2 separate regions of the Canis lupus genome follow, and region 1 is linked to region 2. The links are chromatin contacts, called in public Hi-C maps. All regions are on one chromosome and are shown on one strand. Each heading gives the region's core, a stretch centred on a gene start, on an enhancer-like site or on the middle of the called end of the contact. The rest is flanking DNA. Distances are from core to core; before and after follow the strand shown.

Region 1 (2,722 bases), core at 24-2,523, 140 kb before region 2:
CTGACCTATAACTGTAACGTCCTTACAGGTAAAGACATATGCTATCACCCTTACCATTTCTTTTACATTTGTCACCTCACTGACTTTTTTTTTTTTTTTTTAAATCAATAAATGCCTCATCGAATTTTTGGTAACTCTCACTCCTAAACTCCAAAACTTGTACACAGAATTGTTAAAAAGAGAAAAAAAAAAAACAAAAAACAAAGAAGCACCTTAGACGATGGGAATGGAGCTATAACCGGCTGCGTAACAACTGCAGACACTAGTGCTAAGGTCCAGGGGACTGATGAACCACGGTCCTCCCCAAAGGCTGCCCTGAGACACTTGACCAGACCAGCTTTCCAAGGAAAGAAGATCAGAGGCGGGGAGAACTGAAAACAAAGCGGTCTCAAAAGCGCTGAGCTCCTTCCTTACTTAATACCACTGCTTTCCTGAGAGGCCAGGTGGCAGGATGTGGGACGACCCGGGCTGACAACGACCGTCTGACTGTGGGGTAGGGGCTGGGGCAGGGGCCTCCAGGTCGCCGTCCACTGGAGCACCCGAAAAGCCGGCCAACGTCCCGCTTGAGCATGCACACTCCTCGCGCACTGCGGCGCCTGCAGCAGCTCAGCACCGGCCCTCCGCCCACCCGCCTCCCTGCACTGGGCTGCGGGGTCTGCAAGCCGACCCAGGGCAGGCTGGCTGGCCCGGGCCCCCACGCCCCCCCCGCCCGGCGGGTGGCCTGGCTCTGCACCCGCCGGGAAGAAGCCACGGCGGGTCGGCTCTGCAAGGTCTCCGTGTCCGCGAGCATCCAGAGCTTGATCGAAAAATAAAAAAGGCACGCAAAGGGGCAAAGCACCGAGGACCACGCGACCTGGCCGTCCGGGGGCTCCTCTCCAGCCGCCTGCTGCAGCTTACGTTCCTGGCAGCATCTACAAGGAACAGCTGGCCGGAGGGCTCCCGAGCTGTCACCCCAGCGTCGTGCGCGGCCGCCTCGACTCCCAGCACTTCACATCCCGCAGTGAGCGCCGACGGCCGACGAGCTCCGGGCCGGGCCCGGGCCGACAAGCTCCCGCCCGCGAGGAGCTGCCGGTGACGCACCCGCGCAGCCCGGGCCCCGCGACGCCGCTGGCAGAGGCACGGGCACGCGGCGGTTACCTGTCCGGCCGCGCGATCCTCTTCCAGAGTCCCAAGTCCGGGTCAGGTCCGGGCCGCGCGGAGGAGGCGCCCCATGGACGCCGGGGCTCGGCGCTCGCTCGCCGCGGGGCTGTGTGGCTCGCGCCCGCCGCCGCCGCCGCCGCCGCCGCCGCCGCACTTGTCCCGGCGGCTGCTGTCACCGCTCCGCCCCCGCGGGCTCCGAGCGCGCTGCACCGGCCCGCTGCGAGGACTGCAGACTGCCAGTTCTCTTTTTCCCTTTCTGTTTTACCGCCGGCGGAGAACGGGGATTTCCACCCGGGGACTTTCCAGTCACGTGACGCCCGGGCCGGCGCCGAGCCCCGCGGTCGCCGGCCGCCAGGGGGCGCAGGGGGCGCAGGGGGCGCGGGCGGCGCAGGAGGCCGGCGGCGCCCCGCCCCGCCCCGCCCCGCCCCGCCCCCCCGCGCGAGAAACTCCTGAGCCCCGCCCCCGGGTGTCCCCGCGTGAGTCACCTGGGCATTTCGGAAGCTGGCCCAACGTCACATCCATGTGGAAATCGCGGTGATGGGAACTGGAAATGAAATAGGTTCTTTTTTCTCAGCCGTTTTTCTGCAGAAAATCACCAACCGTGGAGAACAATAAGGGAAATAATAAAGAAAGAAAACCCTAAAAACCACCCGGGCGTCCGGGACCGCAGCCTTCGGGGCTGGGTTGGAAAAGCTAGGGCTGTGCACGTGATGAGCTCGTCGGGGAGCGCCCTACTCTGGGCCCCGGTGGGGATTTCACAACCCTCCGTGCGTCCCCATCCCAGCGTTCTGCCGCCCAGACGGCGGCCTGTTGGGGGTGACCTCCTGAGGCCCCACAGCCTTGAAATTTGCAGGAGCAAAACCTATCTTAGGTGAAGTTGGGAATCAGAGCAACTATCAGCCCTGTTCTGCACTTTACTGATTTCCCTTTCTCCCTTCCTGCACACCAGGTGCCCAGGGGGCTCGGCACGCAGGAACATTTCGGTTTAGAAATCATTTCTAGTCCATTATTACTGTCCTTGCGTGGCCCCCCTAAGGCCCTATTAGGAGCTCTTTTTCATGACCTGACAATTAGTTCAGGCCAAGGTGTCAAGGGCTGATAATACATTTTACCCACCCACGACCCCCACCCCTTATTAAATAGTGTGGTAACCCGCAGTCTTTACCCAAAGGACGTCCTGTGGAAATAGGTGTCAGCCACTTGGACAGTGGAGGTGCCTGAATTGCAGAGGGAGAGGCAGGCACTTTGACTGGCTAAGAGTCCCCCTTGGCGCATTTCTTAGAATAGCTAAACTAGAACCAGATTGAAATATTCTGTGCATTGTCCCCTTCTAGACTTACTTATACTAGTTGGGCCTCGTATCCCAGTTTTGGAATTAGAAAAATATGCTTTCCTCTCCAGTAAGGACCTGCAGAGACTGGATGGAGGACTGGATGAGGACCAGGTGGCACATTTTTGGCAAAGAGACACTCAGAGCGGAGAGTCAGAAGTGGCCAAGCTTCCAAGGCTGGTGCTGGCCATTTGAAACCAATGGCTGGGACTTTTGACAACTCCAAACCTCCTGGCATTTCTTCTTATACCT
Region 2 (2,734 bases), core at 16-2,515:
TTTGTGTTCCTTTTCTCTCTCTGTCAAATAAATAAATACAATCAAAAGAAAGAAAGAAAGAAAGAAAGAAAGAAAGAAAGAAAGAAAGAAAGAAGAAAGAAAGAAAGAAAGAAAGAAAGAAAGAAAGAAAGAAAGAAAGAAGGAAAGAAAAGAAAGAATGAAATTCCAGTGATTGGAAGATACATTACAGTTTGAGAAGCACTGGTTGAAGCCATTGTTGATTGAATGTTCTAGTCCTTGCAGCTGAAAGCATCCCTACCTTATACCAACAGGCAGGGACCACATCATGACTTTGTTAAAAAAAAATCTGGTTTGGTCCTGAAGGAAATTAAGGGTTTTTTTTGTTTTTGTTTTTTAAAGATTTTATTTATTTATTCATGAGAGAGAGAGAGAGAGAGAGAGGCAGAGACACAGGCAGAGGGAGAAGCAGGCTCCATGCAGGGAGCCCGACATGGGACTCAATCCCGGATCTCCAGGATCAGGCCCTGGGCTGAAGGCGGCGCTAAACCGCTGAGCCACCCGGGCTGCCCAAATTAAGGTGTTTTAAGAAGGGAGTGAAATGGTAAGTTTTTTGAATTTGTCTGGTTTCTTTTTTTTTTTTTTTTTTATTTGTCTGGTTTCTCTCATGAAACAATAAACTCCTCAAAATCCAAGTGTGTACCAAAGGAGTACTCCTGTTATTTATCCTACACTACAAGGCCAGCCAGGTAGACCCTTCACTACTAGGCATACTGTCTGATGGAATCCAAAAGCAGCTCCTTCTGTAAGACCTGTTCTGCCTATAACCTACTACTCCATAGCTCAGGAGGATTCTCTACTTCTGGTACATTCTTGGGACTTAAAGGTGGCTATTGGCTGTAACTCCAGTATTACAGTGTGGAACCTGAGTCTGGAAAGCTTTCATTGTAGTTACATTCAGCACTGCCTCCACCAAGTTTGGTATACTTACTTTCTGAATATGCACTCACCTCTCCTGTAGGACTATAAGTTACTTTGGTGGCAGCAATCAAGTTTTAGGATTTTTGCATTCCTTCCACAAGTTAAAAATTAGAGTCAAATGATCTAAATATCATCAACTCCTTTGCAAGAGAAGCCTTTTTACATTCTTTATGTTTAGGCTCTAACACAACCCAGGAATGCTTTTATAAAGAATTAAGTACAAACCTTTGCTTTCAGGGCTGCCCCATTTATCAAGTCACCACATCCTCCTGTGGTTTGTTTATGAAGAGCTAAAACCCAAACACACACCACCTCTAGCCCAGTTACGCAGTGTGTGTGTTTGTGCTAACGCTTAAGTAGCACGTCATAGTAAGCCCTTTATAAACAGTATCTCATGTAATCCATAAAAGATCTTAAGAAGGGTTAAATTAATATCATTATATTATTGGCAAGGAAACTGAGGTAAAGTATGGATGTGCCTACCTTAAGATCACACGGCAAGAAATTTGGTGGTGGTCAGAGGCGGGTTAGAATCAAACCCAGAGTCTGGTTCCTGAGTCTGTGCTCAAAACCCTATGAACACAGCCCTGGCACATCAAAGGCCAACCTCTCGTTGCCCTATTTTCTTTCCACCTGCAGGCATCTTCAATGAGGCTTTTCATGCAACAAGTAATTTATACTAAGCCCAGGTACACTGAATATATAGTGTTAGAGCCACTTATTATATGGTCAATTTCAGTGAGTGACAATCTCTATATTTAAAACCCTTCCCCAGTAAGAGCTAATCAGTTCATCTATCATTATTAAGACTGGGGAAATACCTTTGAAATCAAATTAGGAGGGATTAGTCATTCTTTTTCTTGGCAGTCAGAGTAGAAAGGTTTTCTCTATCATTTCAGAGTCTATAGGAAAGATTATGGAAGGAGTGCCGGTAAATATGATCTTATTAATCTATCTGAATTCCAGAGGCTTTATTGCAAAGCCTATGACCACTTCCAAAAAGTTAAAGTAAAGCACAGAATAGCACTTCAGTGACACTGGGGAGCATAGACAGCCTGGTGGGATTACTGAAACCTGAAGAAGGTGTGGTTTATCTTTGGATTAGTCTGTTCATCTGCACCAACCCATATAAGAATTCAATTCTTATTTTCTCCTGGTCCTGCCATTTTCTAAATCAATAAGACCTCTGAAAAGGCACATATCATCTCTTACAAAGGCTTTTCTTCTCCAAGAGATTATAGCTGTGACTTTGTGTTGAACAAGTTGACACCAGAGGACTTGCTGAGGATATTATGTATTCCTTAAGATTTTGTAATTGTTCCTAGGGATTTTGTTTTTTTCACTTCCAACACCCTTTTTTGGCCTGTTATCCACTCTTTCTCTTGTCTCTTTTTTCTTTCTTATTTGTTCCCCTTCTGCTATCATCCAGTTGCTCAGACTAGGAAACCAGAACTACCTTCTTTTAAATGCAATAAATAAGGGTGCCTGGGTGGTGCAATCAGTTAAGCATCCAACTCTTGGTTTCACCTCAGGTTGTAATCTCAAAGTCATGGGATCAAGTCCTGGGTCAAGCCCCCACATCAAGTTCCAAGCTCAGCTCAGAATCTGCTTGAGATTCTCTCTCCCTCTGCCCCTCCTGTTTATGCTCTCTGTCTCTCTTAAGTAAATAAATCTTTAAAATAAAATAAATGCAATAAATATCAAGCCTGCAAGTAACACTTTCAAAATAGATCTCAAAGCCAATTTCCTTTTTCTTTATCACTCTCTCCCAATCTAGCCACCATCATTTCCCTAT

What was found. Hi-C and Micro-C count contacts between places; a contact is called where the count stands out from the background.
Region 1: a contact with region 2 is called in a Hi-C map of blood, with 2.9 times the contacts expected there. The contact joins the promoter of TNFAIP3 here to the enhancer-like site in region 2. A contact is called at or near these places in 3 of 9 Hi-C or Micro-C datasets (amygdala and blood).

What each region holds. Positions count from the first base shown.
Region 1 is chr1:30,483,124-30,485,845 of UU_Cfam_GSD_1.0, reverse strand. It overlaps TNFAIP3 (tumor necrosis factor alpha-induced protein 3), which reads right to left and starts at 1,273. Exons shown (of 9, transcript XM_038526134.1): 1 at 1,138-1,273.
Region 2 is chr1:30,347,957-30,350,690 of UU_Cfam_GSD_1.0, reverse strand. No RefSeq gene overlaps it. Among named protein-coding and RNA genes, the nearest start is that of TNFAIP3, 140 kb to the left of the region's middle. Within about 2 kb of position 1,265, at least 1 of the 20 cell types and tissues checked has an H3K27ac peak or open chromatin away from gene starts, as enhancers often do. A contact at or near this core is called in blood, where this site is marked.